Linked DNA regions of Mus musculus: region 1 is linked to region 2. A link is a contact called in public HiChIP or PLAC-seq data. All regions are on one chromosome and are shown on one strand. Each heading gives the region's core, a stretch centred on a gene start, on an enhancer-like site or on the middle of the called end of the contact. The rest is flanking DNA. Distances are from core to core; before and after follow the strand shown. Region 1 has its middle 22 kb from the start of Gm35039. Region 2 holds the start of Ssr3 (signal sequence receptor, gamma).

The links. HiChIP or PLAC-seq counts read pairs in DNA pulled down with a chosen protein or histone mark.
Region 1: a contact with region 2 is called in an H3K4me3 HiChIP or PLAC-seq map of craniofacial prominence, with 5 times the contacts expected there. The contact joins the enhancer-like site here to the promoter of Ssr3 in region 2. A contact is called at or near these places in 6 of 39 promoter capture datasets (cranial neural crest, embryonic stem cells, macrophages and 3 more), 2 of 484 Hi-C or Micro-C datasets (bone marrow-derived macrophages and cochlea), 10 of 115 datasets of contacts at active chromatin or transcription factors (bone marrow-derived macrophages, craniofacial prominence, embryonic basal ganglia and 7 more) and 3 of 9 other capture datasets (adipose tissue, macrophages and pancreatic islet).

Annotation. Positions count from the first base shown.
Region 1 is chr3:65,903,155-65,909,208 of GRCm38.p6, forward strand. No RefSeq gene overlaps it. Among named protein-coding and RNA genes, the nearest start is that of Gm35039, 22 kb to the right of the region's middle. Within about 2 kb of position 1,762, at least 100 of the 459 cell types and tissues checked have an H3K27ac peak or open chromatin away from gene starts, as enhancers often do. A contact at or near this core is called in adipose tissue, bone marrow-derived macrophages, cochlea and 5 more, where this site is marked.
Region 2 is chr3:65,388,047-65,394,444 of GRCm38.p6, forward strand. It overlaps Ssr3 (signal sequence receptor, gamma), which reads right to left and starts at 4,507. Exons shown (of 5, transcript NM_026155.3): 1 at 4,359-4,507; 2 at 3,279-3,405. The coding sequence starts at 4,491. It also overlaps the pseudogene Gm5540.

The sequences.
Region 1 (6,054 bases), core at 512-3,011, 510 kb after region 2:
TGGTTGGGGTGGGATGGCAGACTAGACAGAGGGGAGACGGAAACAGGACAGATCATGTGAGAGAGAAGACAGGAGGAGAGAGTACTGGGAGAGACAACTAGAACGGGGAGGGCATCTCTGGGACCAGCTAGAAACTTAGGGCAAGAACAGTCCAAGGAATCTACGAGGGTGACACTAACTTAGATCCTAGCAATGGAGGATATGGAGCCTGAACTGGCCATCTCCTGTAACCAGGCAAGACTTCCAGTGGAGGCATTGGGACACCAATCCAAATGCAAAACCTTCCACATGCAATTCATCCTACCTACAAGATGTGCTGGGACAGGAGCATAGCATAACCATCATCAGAGAGGCTTCACCTAGCAACTGATGGAAACAGATGCAGAGACCCACAGTCAAACATTCGGTAGAACTTGTGGAATCCTGCAGAAGAGGGGGAAGAAAGATTGTAGGAGCCAAAGCGGTCAAGGACATCACAAGAAAGCCTACAAAATCACTAACCTGGGTCCACCAGGGTTCATAGGACTGAACAGCCAACCAAGGAGCTTGCATGGGACTGGCCTAGGCCCTCCGTACATAGGTTATAGTTGTGTAGCTTGGTCTTCCTAACAGTAGGAGCTGACTCTGTTGCTTGCCTTTGGGACCCTTTTCCCCTACTGGGCTGCCTCATCTAGCCTCAATAGGAGAAGATGCACCTAGTCTTTCTCCAACCTGACATACCGGGGTTGGTTGATATCCATGGGAGGCCTCCACTTCTCAGAAGAGAAAGGCAGAAGGAATGGATGGTTAGGAGGGGTAGTGGTGGGTGAGAAACTCAGAGGAGAGGAGGGAGGGGAGACAGAAGTCAGGAGGCAAATTAATTAATTAATAAAACAATATCATTTGCCACATTGAGTTATGTCCCTCAAAAATAAGGTTTTTTATTTATTTATTTTTTTATTTTTTTTTTTTTTTTGGTTTTTTAAAAAAGCCTTTTCCAAAGCAAACAGAGCTATGATTGTTCTCCTTAGAAAGGGCTGAGGTACAGGCTGTTTTTAAAGGAATGAACTCCCTGAAGGGTTTCTGAAATCTGAGTCAATTTTAAAAATTCCTTCTGCATGTTGCTTGTTAGGACCAAAGCAACTGTATAAAATCAGGAGCCGTGTAAGCCCCAGTCCTAACCCTGTCCTGTCAAACTGCCACAGGGGTTTTCCTCGGTGTCAAGCCAAAACATAAACAAACAGGTTAAAGATAACATAGTAAGATTGTAAAGAGTGGGAACAGCCCACTGAAGCATTCTATAACGTCGTAGCTGCCCCTTGATTTAATTTTGTTGGCTTTCAAAGTAACATAAACCTAGTGGTCTCTTTCTTGGTCAGTTGCATAGCTTGCTCATGTTCCAGGCTTTTTAGATGCAGAAGTATTTTCCCCTTCCAAGCATCTTGTGACACTTCCATCCCCTTACCTAACAGGGTGGCTGGATTTATTTAAGAGGATTTTGAAGTTGATCCCTTTTATATAACTCAGAAGACCGAGTAACAGAAAAGAGCAAAGGAGAGAAGATGTCAGGGAGAGAGATTACAAACACGAGCTTCGCCTCGGAGGTGCTCTCTAAACAAGGAGAGGTCAAAGGTGCTCTTAACGGACAGACAGAGCTGGAGTGTGAGGAGCAGGTTAGCTTACATCCATTCATCAAGGGTTAAGCTTTAAGCCTAAGAGCTTTGGGTGAGTCATGGCCAGAATTTGGCAAAGAAATGCAACACCTTATCTCTAATCAGCCCTGCCTCAAAATAGCTCTGTCTTCCCTCAGGCAGAGACTCATCATCCCAGCTAAGCACAGTGCATCGAGGTGCTGAGCCCCACTTAATCAGAAAGTCTAGCTGTGCATGTTATTCATCTCTTGCACAAAGTTAGCTCGCTCTCTCCTTCTCTCTCACTCTCTCCCTCTCTCTCTCTCTCTCCCTCTCTCTCTCTCTCTCCCCCTCTCCCTCCCTCTTCCCCTCCTCCCCCTCCCCCTCCCCCTCCCCCTCCCCCTCCCCCTCCCCCTCTCCCTCTCCCTCCCTCTCAGTGGAGCAATGCATAATTTAGCAGAGCTGAAAATGACTTGCACAGATTCAGGATATCAGGCAGGAAAGAACCTTCCAACTTTCCTGGGCTGACACTTCTTCATTCTACAGATGGGAAGACTGAGACCCAGAGATAAAGGCTGTGCCCAAGAACACACAGTCAGTTGGCAGGGGTGAGGGAGACCTTCTCCAACAGGAAATTAGCAGCGCGGATGAGGGAGACATTCTCTTTCTCCTGGCTGTGCTGCTAAACTCTGGAAAAAAAAAAAAAAAAAAAAAACCCTGGTCCATTTTCCTTCCGTTGTTAAGGAAGTCATCAATGCTGCCAAGAGTTTCCAAATCAACACTCTTCCAGGCAGCACTTATTAAACTCTCACTGGGGCCTCTCAAACCTCTGTTTCTAGCTTCATGATCCAGACAGCATTTGATTGTTTGTTCATTTCACATTTGAGATTGGGATAGATAGTCTACTGCAGTTTCTTTCTTTCTGCTGGAAGAGAATGTAACAAACAGGAAGTTAAAGTTCTTGTGGGGTGAGGCTCAGACAAAAATGCCCACTGGCATTATCAGCTGCTTCCCCCTAACACACACACACACACACACACACACACACACACACACACACACACACCCAAACGCCCTCACCCCAGCACCAAGCATGAACAACACTCAGGCTAGTTCTGACTCGGGATTTGACCTCCTAGAGGCCATCTACAGAGGATGGCTCGGCAGGAACATTCCCCCCCAGCAGTTCCCCTCCCACCATTTGTACCCTGTGCCCACTGAGAACTCTTCACACAATCTGGGCCTTGTCCAGGCTGTCTGAGGCACACAGAGTCTAAGGCACAGGGCTTGCAAAAGGCTGCTGGAAACTGAACGGGATAATGGAGATTTAGAATTCAGACAGTTCCAGGGCTGGAATGTGCTGCTAGGAAAATGCCTGGCTCCAGCTAGCTTCAAGCAGTTTTGTTTCAGGTTGTTACTATCCAAGACGTTGTGTCCAAGACTAAAGAGAAATAGAACACTAAGGCGCAGGAAATCGGATTTCAACTCCCTCCCATTTCTCGGTGATTGTTGTCTCTTGAGCGTTCCCATTTGTTTTTTGCCTGAGTCACTCTGGATGGACTTATCGAAGCTCTTGAGTGGAAATTGGTCCCTAGTTGTTCCTCGATGTGGGCGTTATCTCTTCTAGGAAAACTCCAGCCTTCCTCCTAAAGACCCCAAGCCCTCTAACTCCCACTAGACTTCCTACTGAAAGCTGAACAAATGGCAGGCGCTTAATAAATTCCTAAAAAATTCATGGTCAGCATCATGTTGCCTAGACCTGTTTCAACCAATTCCATGCAGAACTCATGTCCTAATCATGAAGAAACTACCAGACAAAATAGTGGAGACCCAAGGTTCACACACACTGCACAACAGAGCCAGACCTCAGGCCCACAATTTCTAAAAGGATATCTGGTTTTCACTCATCTTCTGTCAAAATACACATAAAATATAGTGCTAAAGATATTTAAGTGAAAGTCAGTAGAGAGTGAAACAGTACTAGGATATTGTGGAGGGGACTTTACAGTACAGTCAATTAAAACAAATTAAAAAAAGTAAAACCAGAAACAAACAAAAAACCAGGAATCAGGCATGTGGTGCACAGAACCAATCCACAGTAAATTGCAAGACAGTCCGGTTATGTCGAGAAACCTTGTAGCAAAAAAAGAAAAAAAGAAAAGAGAAGAGAAGAGAAGAGAAGAGAAGAGAAGAGAAGAGAAGAGAAAAGTAGAGGGGAGGGGAGGGGAGGGGAGGGAAAGGAAAGGGGGGAATAAAAGCTTTAAATGCTGTATCCCCAAGCTTACTACAATTTTTAAAATTCTAAAAACACTTCCTGAAAATTATGCTCTTGTCAAAGTCTCTATTTTTAAAACATGAGTTCGATCATAGTTGTTTAATCAGAATAAAAACAGGTTCTTTTTAGCTGAGACCTAAACCTGGGAGGTAAATCAGTACTTAGGATAAAAGCCATGAGGCTTTTTGGTCTAGTCCATGCAACACTAACTCGGAACTCTCTCACCACTCACTAGAACTTGAATGTGACATGTTCCTGAAAGTCCACATGCCCAGCTAGCAAATGTAGATTCAAATGCAGGGTCTGGGTTAAGGCCAAGATTGATCCATGGAAACGTGAGAGATATGCAGTAAGCACTATACAGTGCCTACTAGGTACACAGAATGGTTCTGGTGAGTTTCTTGTTTCCCCTTCAGATAACTGTGAAACCTTAGGTACATGGTACTAATCAATATGGTATGTTTTGAACACCAAACTTTTGGTGCCAGGAACCTTGACAGATATATGTCTCGATAGTTAACCCTTGTGCAATTCTTTGTGCTTAAGAAGTGAGGTCTAGGGAGCAGAGAGATCATTGACAAACTTGATATCCCATAGCTTACAAATGGCAGCAGTGAGATAGCAAAGGCTCTAAAGCCCCACTTTTTTCTACTACATCCATGCTTCTCAGTGCTCACTCATATTAGTAGCACCTGAGAGCTCTCGTGTAAGAGTGAAACTGGGTTGCGCCTCAGACTCCTTACATCTGAAGGTACAGGCCTTGAGTCTAGATTCTTACCGATCTTTGTAAATGGCTGGTTGTGGTAGTGTACAATTGTAAATATCAACACTTGGGAGATGACAGCAGAAGGATCCAGAGTTCAGAGTCATCCTTGGCTATGTAATGGAGTTTGAGGCAAACCTGGGCTACATGAGACTGTGCCTCAAAACCAAAAGTAAGCAAGACACAATCTCTATAACTAATTCTGGTGTGCAACCAGGGTTAGGAACTATGTTAGCAGTATGGAGCCTTGGGTTTTTCAGGTGTTTAGATGATGGACATTTCTACGGTTCCTCGGAGTGCTGGAGTCACCACAACACTGCCAACTCTGGGTCACTAACTGCTTAAGAAACCTCAATTTGCCTTGGAGATCTGCAATTGCCACTCTGCCCAATACTCTCCGGACTTCCTGCTTAACTACAAGCCAGGAATGAAGCTCTTTAAACATTTGGGATGGGTCAGGTCCATTAAGAATATGAAGGCAGTCAGGCACTTGAGACATGGCTCAGCAATTATGAGCCTTAGCTGCTCTTCAGAGGACTGGAGTTCAATTCCCAGCAATCACAAGACAGCTCACAATTGGCTGAATCTAGCTCTACTTCTAGATCCAACACCTTCATCTAGCCCATAGAGGCACCGAGCACACAGACTAGTTCATGTTTTGTTGTTGTTGTTGGGTTTGGGTTTTGTTTTGTTTTGTTTGTTTTAAGCTCAGGAAAAGGCCTGGTTCTCTATAAAGTTGCCATCTTTCCAGCTATCGTTTAGAGATATTTGGTGAAATCTCCAAACATCCAAAGTGTTTAGTGCTACCCCTGTTGTCATTACAACAAAAAGTTCTTTGAAAGTGTTTAGCTAGCAGCAATGGCACATGCCTGTCACACCAGCACATCAGAAGTTGAGGAAGGAGGACCACGAGTTCCAGGCCAGCTTGGATTATAGAGTAAGATCAAGTCTTAAAAAAAAATTATAATCTTTGAACTAGAACCCCTCTCCTAGAAATCTATATGCTAAACAATGAGCCAAAGTCCCTGGAATGGCCCGCCTGAGGCAGCCAGAAGAAAGACACCCAAGGGCCTGCTGCTAGTGCCACTATGATGGATGGTGTGTGCTGGAGAGATGGGAATGATGGAGTTCCTGGTGGACAGATGGAAGAGAAAGTAAAGCAAAGAGGTTTGAACACTGTGGAGAAAGGTGGAACTAGAGGCTCCATCTTCACCTCCAGAGGTAAGGGAACAGGCAGACAAGTGGAGGCCATGATGTTGTCTGGGCCTGGTGTCTTAGTTAGGGTTTCTATTCCTGGACAAACTATCATGTCCAAGAAGCAAGTTGGGGAGGAAAGGGTTTATTCAGTTTACACTTCCAGATTGCTGTTGACCAAGGAAGTCAGGACTGAAACTCAAGCAGGTCAG
Region 2 (6,398 bases), core at 3,257-5,756:
GATTTCTGCTTGAAAGGAAGCATTTTCCAAAGCTCAAGTATTTAATATGGGTATAAAAGTCAAATGCTATTAGCACAATTCAATTAGGAATACTGTAACTACATTTTATTTTCCTGACGTTCACAACCTGAATGATCCAATTTCAATTCCAAGTAAACTACAGAATAGACAATTTGATTTAATTCATGAAGAAAAATAACAAACTATCTTAAAAAGATGCTTTTAACTCCATTCCAAAGGACAATTTCATTTAAAAGAAATAGTAAAAGCATGGTCAGAAGCTGACCAGAACATTTTTAGTTAAATTAGCCACTGGTTTGAGTTAACACTACGTCAGACAGAAACGGTTTGAATAAGAACTCAAGAACTCAGATCAGAATCTGCAGATCTGAGAGGAGGAGATGTATGTGAAAAGCAGACTCATCAGCTGGTCATGATAGTGAATGCCTGGAATCCCAGCATTTGGGAAGTGGAAGCACAAGCGTCAGGAATTCAAGTCCAGCCTCTGCTACCTGATACCTTGTCTCAGAAAAAGTATACAGATCAAAGCAACAACAACACAAAGCCTACAAATCAATTTTATCACAGGGGTTATTAGTAAAAATAAATAAATAAATTTAAATAAAATGTAAAAAGCCCATAGACTAAGACAGTTATATTCAACAAAGTATATTTTCACAAATATGAGCTACCCTATAGAAGAGAAAGTAACAACATGCAAACTTCTATAGAGTACCTACCAGCCCCATGGTACTACCACTATAAGAGCATTCACTATGACATCCCAACAGGAGAGAACACAGAAACAGAAGAAAGCCTAGTCACTGTGTTCAAGTGACTCACACTACCAGACGGTATTTAGTACTAGTCAGTATACCCAGGAAAATTGGAGAAACTAGGTTGGACTCCAAAAGAACACCTAAGATCATTCATTTGAGGCAGTGGGTTTCTGTCTTGATTCAACCACAAGAGCCTCTAAAATCTAGAGTCTAGATGCAAGGTAAGCACAGACAGTGGCTAAGCTGCCACGGGATCATAAAGGACAGTCATACAAGGTTATACTCTGATGGAGTCTCTATCCATAGGCGGCCATGTCCCATAAGAACACAGTCCAGAATACTAGAGGACCAAATGAGCTGAATCTTGAAATAACAGGTAGGAAAGAAGCTGCCAAGCAAAAAGATGACAAAGATGACCTGCTGAGTCTGCTGGTCTAGCAGAACTTCAGTCATGAAGCCCAAGCCTCCCAGAAGGACAGCAAGAAAGCAGCTGAGGCCACTCCTGGCCCATCCCTTAAATAATACCCTACTAACTGAAATCATAATACACTACTAAGTACTTGTCAATTATAAGAGCCAACCAGAAAGATAACCAAAGAACGAGCAAAGTCAGGAAGTCTCTGCAAAAGTTTACTGGGTCTTGAAATAACAGACATATAATAGAAAGCAAGAAGGCTAAGTCTAAATCTGAAGGCTTAGGCTAAACTCACAGGAAGGAGGCAGATGACTTTAAATCTAAGGACCAGAAAGGATTTTTGGTGTTACTGTATTAGAAAAAAGAAGGACATGATGTATTGAGATAGTTAGCAAAATAAAAATGACAGATAAAGAGCAATATATTACTTCTCAGACATTTGGCTAAGATATGTGATCTTTAAAAATGATGATGGTGGTGGCACACGCCTTTAATCCCAGCACTCCGGAGGTACAGACAGGCGGATTTCTGAGTTCGAGGCCAGCCTGGTGTTCAAAGTGAGTTCCAGGACAGCCAGGACTACACAGAGAGAAACCCTGTCTTGGAAAAAAAAAAAAAAAGATGATGGTGATGTATTTTGCCTGTTTGTATATCTGTACACTACAGGCATGCCTGGTACCCAAGACCAGGAGGCATAAGATCCCCTAAAACTAGAGTTACAGACAGTTGTGAGCTACCATGTGGGTGCTGAGAATTGAAACTGAGTCCTCTGGAAGAGCATCGAGTAGCTTAACCAATGAGCCACCACTCCAGCCCCTCACGAGCATGTGTGATTTTTTATCCCATAAAATATAAACAATGCAAGGAAAAGTATCATCAAATAGCTTTAAGCAATGTGTGTCAGAGTACACTCTAAATTTTGTTTCAAGAGACCAGATGCAGACTGCTATATCAATCTAAACAAAACTAGTTTCTAGTCAAGTGTGGATACTGTGAGAAATTTTAAAACAGTAAATAGATGACAAATTTAAGATCGGAATACCTACTGCCTTTAAAAAATTACTTTAGAAGCTCAAGAGAAGGCTCAATAGTTAAGAGTACACATTGCTCTTGCAGAAGAGCTGAGTTCAGTTCCCAGCACCTCTATCAGGTGGCTCAGAACTATGTGCAATTCCAGTTCCAGAAATCTATCACTATCTTCTGGCCCCTCAGGCAAGAGACACACCAAACCACAGACACAAACACACAAGCGCAGTTCAAAAGTAAAAGAGTTAATTATTTTTAAAAAAAATAATAATACTTCAAAGAAAAACCTAAAAGGCCCTATTGAACAAATAAGGGAATAGCCTGCTACACCCTCCTGTTTTATTTTTAGGAAAGCAGAGTACACAAGTGCTTAAAACATAAAAATTTACTGAGGTAAAACTTAGGTTTTCCAGGCTGGAGATATGGCTTAGTGGTTAAAGAACACTAACTGCTCTTCTAGAGGTCCTGAGTTCCATTCCCAGCCACCAAATGGTGGCTCATAGAATATATGTAATGGGATCCAATGCTATCTTCTAGTGTGTCTGAAAACAGCTATAGTATACTCATATAAAAATTTTTTAAAAAGAAAGAACTTTGTGTAAAAAAAAAAAAAAACTTGGGTTTTCTTCTCCTAAAGCTAGTAAAATAATTCGTCTTATACGTGATCTTGAAATTCAAGAAATAGGGTTGTCTTCTACAGTGAATAGACTTACAAGATTAAAAAAAAAAAAAAAAAAAGTAACTGGCATTGAAAATGTCAGAGAATTTTTAATTTTTTGCTTCCAAAATTAGTAAATGGGCAGCCTAAAATAATTTCTAGAAAGAAATCCACTGAGTTTCGGAAACATTCATTGATTTAATAGACTTGTTTTTCTGACCAAACCATCAATTGAAGACTGGGAATGAATATTCAAACTCCACCCTCAAAACCTATTTCCACAGAAGTGTCATATGGTTCACGATTAACTACATACACATTTCAAACTAATGCTTATAAATCATGTTTAAGACCCCCTAACATAAAATATGCAGACTGGGGTTGGGTTTAGGGTACTTACTTGTGCTTCAGAACAAATTTTACATTCTTGTACGCGAAGGCTACTAAGTAAGTGCTTACTAAGGTCATCACACTGTAGAGCACAGCAGACTGGATGAGATCCATATGCCATATTCTCCAATACAACCCTGAGATAAGACAAAAGCAAGGGACACACAACATCACTGCCCCATTGCACATGCCAGACTACAGCTAAGCCAGGTAAATGAGAGTCAGTAAATCCCACCCAGTATCCGAAAAACTTCACTAGAGGTGAGATAGACAATAAACTGGGTTTGTCCCAGTTCAGGGCTTTCCCAGTACAGAAAGGTAGGCTGTGGGGATATTGCTAGTCTAGAAATTTCATCTTCTAACTTGAGAACAAACTGGGAGTGGGGATTACAAATAATAACAATTTCACTCATGGAATACTAGGAAGTTAAAACACGGGCCATTTTAAATCAACCGCTGTCCCAAAACTTTGGTTAACTTGCTGACGTGGCTGCTCACTGAAATCCAAACAATGCTTTGTCGGGCCAGTGAACCCAGGGGGCTCCACACCACATTCACTGCAAGCTGAGCTTTTTACAAGGCCAAAATAACAAAGAACTTTTTTTGGACATGATTGGCCTGCAGCACTGCGGCAGTGCGGGTCAGGAGACAGGAAACTCGGAAAACCTGGACTTGGAGACAGTTTTGGCCTTCAAGTGGGCAGTTTCTCATTCAATCGAGAAGGCTCGAGCTGCTCTCTAGGAGTTATTGAAATCCTAAACAAGGCTGATCGCGGACCTCGGGCAAGGCCTAACTTGGCATTCTGCACGTCCAAAGGATGCTCGGGAGTAAGGGGAGGTTTGCCACGGGTCACGCTGCTAATTCAGTGAAGGTTTATCAGTGGCTCCCCCGCCCGGTTCATTAAAGACATCCTAGTGTCCAACAGTGGTGAGGAGAAGGGCAGTGTACCAAAAAGAGATTCCGGGCCAGAACCCGCGCCCGGCTCAGAAGCACGCCGCGAGTGACTTCCCGAGGACGCTGCTCCGGACACTAGGCCTCCCCGCCGCGCCCGCCACGTCCCCGCCGCCACCGCCGCCCGCCCGAAGCTCACAGATGGGGATGGCAGACACGATGAACGCGTTCCCGAAGAACAGCGCCGACGATTTGGCCGACAGGTTGCGGCTGAAATCCTGAAGGAGCAGGTCCTCCTCGGACTGCTGCTTGGAGCCGCCTTTGGGAGCCATGGCCGAGCTGAAGACTGGAGGCCGGGAGCAGGGAGGCAGGGAAGGTTCAGAAGGCCGCGTATCCGCCCGCGACCCGTCAGCGCAACGCGGAGGCGGGACTCCGCAGGGTACGCTGCTTCGGGATTGGCCATCTTGCCGTCGTTTCACAAGCGTCGAGGTACGATTGGGCATGCGAACAAGACTTCCGCATCCTTCAGGGTACGTGGCGCCTCAATGCCACAAAGAATGAAGGGATTTGTAGTTTAGTGTGTAGTTTAGAGCTGCTCTCTAACTCGCCTGCCTCAGTCTCCAGAGACAGGCTTGGATAATCGAAATGAGCAACCATACAAGCAGTACTGTTTTAACTAACTAACCAGCTAGCTAACGAACTAACTAACGTTATTGGTATTTCATTCCACATGTGCACTTTATATTTCTTTTTAAATTTATTACATTGATTGAACAATTGGCTCATTGGTTGATTGATGATTAGTTGATTGATTGATTGGTTGGAGGGCCGTGCCACAACGTTGTCAGAACACAACTTGAGGAAGTTAGTTGTCTACTTTTACTTTCTGGGTCCCAGAGATTGAACCAAATTGTCACGTTTGTGTCTTTACCCTCTGAGCCATCTGCATGGTTTAATTTATTATTATTATTATTATTATTATTATTATTATTATTATTACTATTACATCATTTTAATCAACAAAGCCTCTTAGCCTCTAAAAGACTCTCTCATTACAGTCTTTAGAATTGGAAAATAAAAAAACTCTTGTGGAGTTTTACTCCTGGCCCAGACCCGCGGCGGAAGCGAGCCATGGCTGTCTATCACGGGATGCTGCGCTTCGGGAGGCTGTGTATCGCGAGCCTGGGGGCGCGGGGCCCCCGGACGCTGCTCACTCGCCCTCGGCCGAACTCGAAGTTGCAGAGTGTCCGCGCTCTCAGTTCTGGAATGGTGAACTGCACCAACCCCTTGCCCATTGGAGGCCTCAGCTACATTCAGGGCCACACCGACTCCCATCTTGTGAACACAACTGTGGGCGAGTGCCTTGACGCCACAGCGCAGAGGTTCCCCGACAGAGAGGCTTTGGTTATCCTCCATGAAAACATCAGGCTGAACTTTGCGCAGCTCAAGGAGGAGGTGGACAAAGCTGCTTCTGGTCTTCTGAGCATTGGCCTCCGCAAGGGTGACCGGCTGGGCATGCAGGGACCCAACTCCTATGCCTGGGTACTTATTCAGCTGGCTACTGCCCAGGCAGGCATCATCCTGGTGTCTGTGAACCCAGCCTACCAGTCCTCAGAACTGGAATATGTCCTCAGAAAGGTAGGCTGCAAAGGTATTGTGTTTCCCAAACAATTCAAGACCCAGCAGTACTACGACATCCTGAAGCAGGTCTGTCCTGAGCTGGAAAAGGCTCAGCCAGGGGCCTTGAAGAGTGAGAGACTCCCAGACCTGACTACAGTCATCTCCGTGGATGCCCCTCTGCCGGGGACCCTGCTCCTGGATAACATCGTGGCAGCCGGTGGCAAGGAACAGAACCTAGCCCAGCTGCGGTACAACCAGCGGTTCTTGTCCTGCTACGACCCCATCAACATCCAGTTCACCTCGGGGACAACTGGAAACCCCAAGGGGGCCACTCTTTCCCACCACAACATCGTAAACAACTCCATGCTGATAGGCCAGCGTCTGAAGATGCCCACAAAGACTGCAGAGGAGTTGCGCGTGGTCCTGCCCAGTCCCCTGTACCACTGCCTGGGCTCCGTGGGGGGCACAATGGTGTCTATGATGCATGGTGCCACTCTCCTCCTGTCTTTTCCAAGCTTCAATGGCAAGAAGGCATTGGAAGCCATCAGCAGAGAGAAAGGCACCCTCCTGTATGGCACACCCACGATGTTTGTGGATATTCTGAATCAGCCAGACTTCT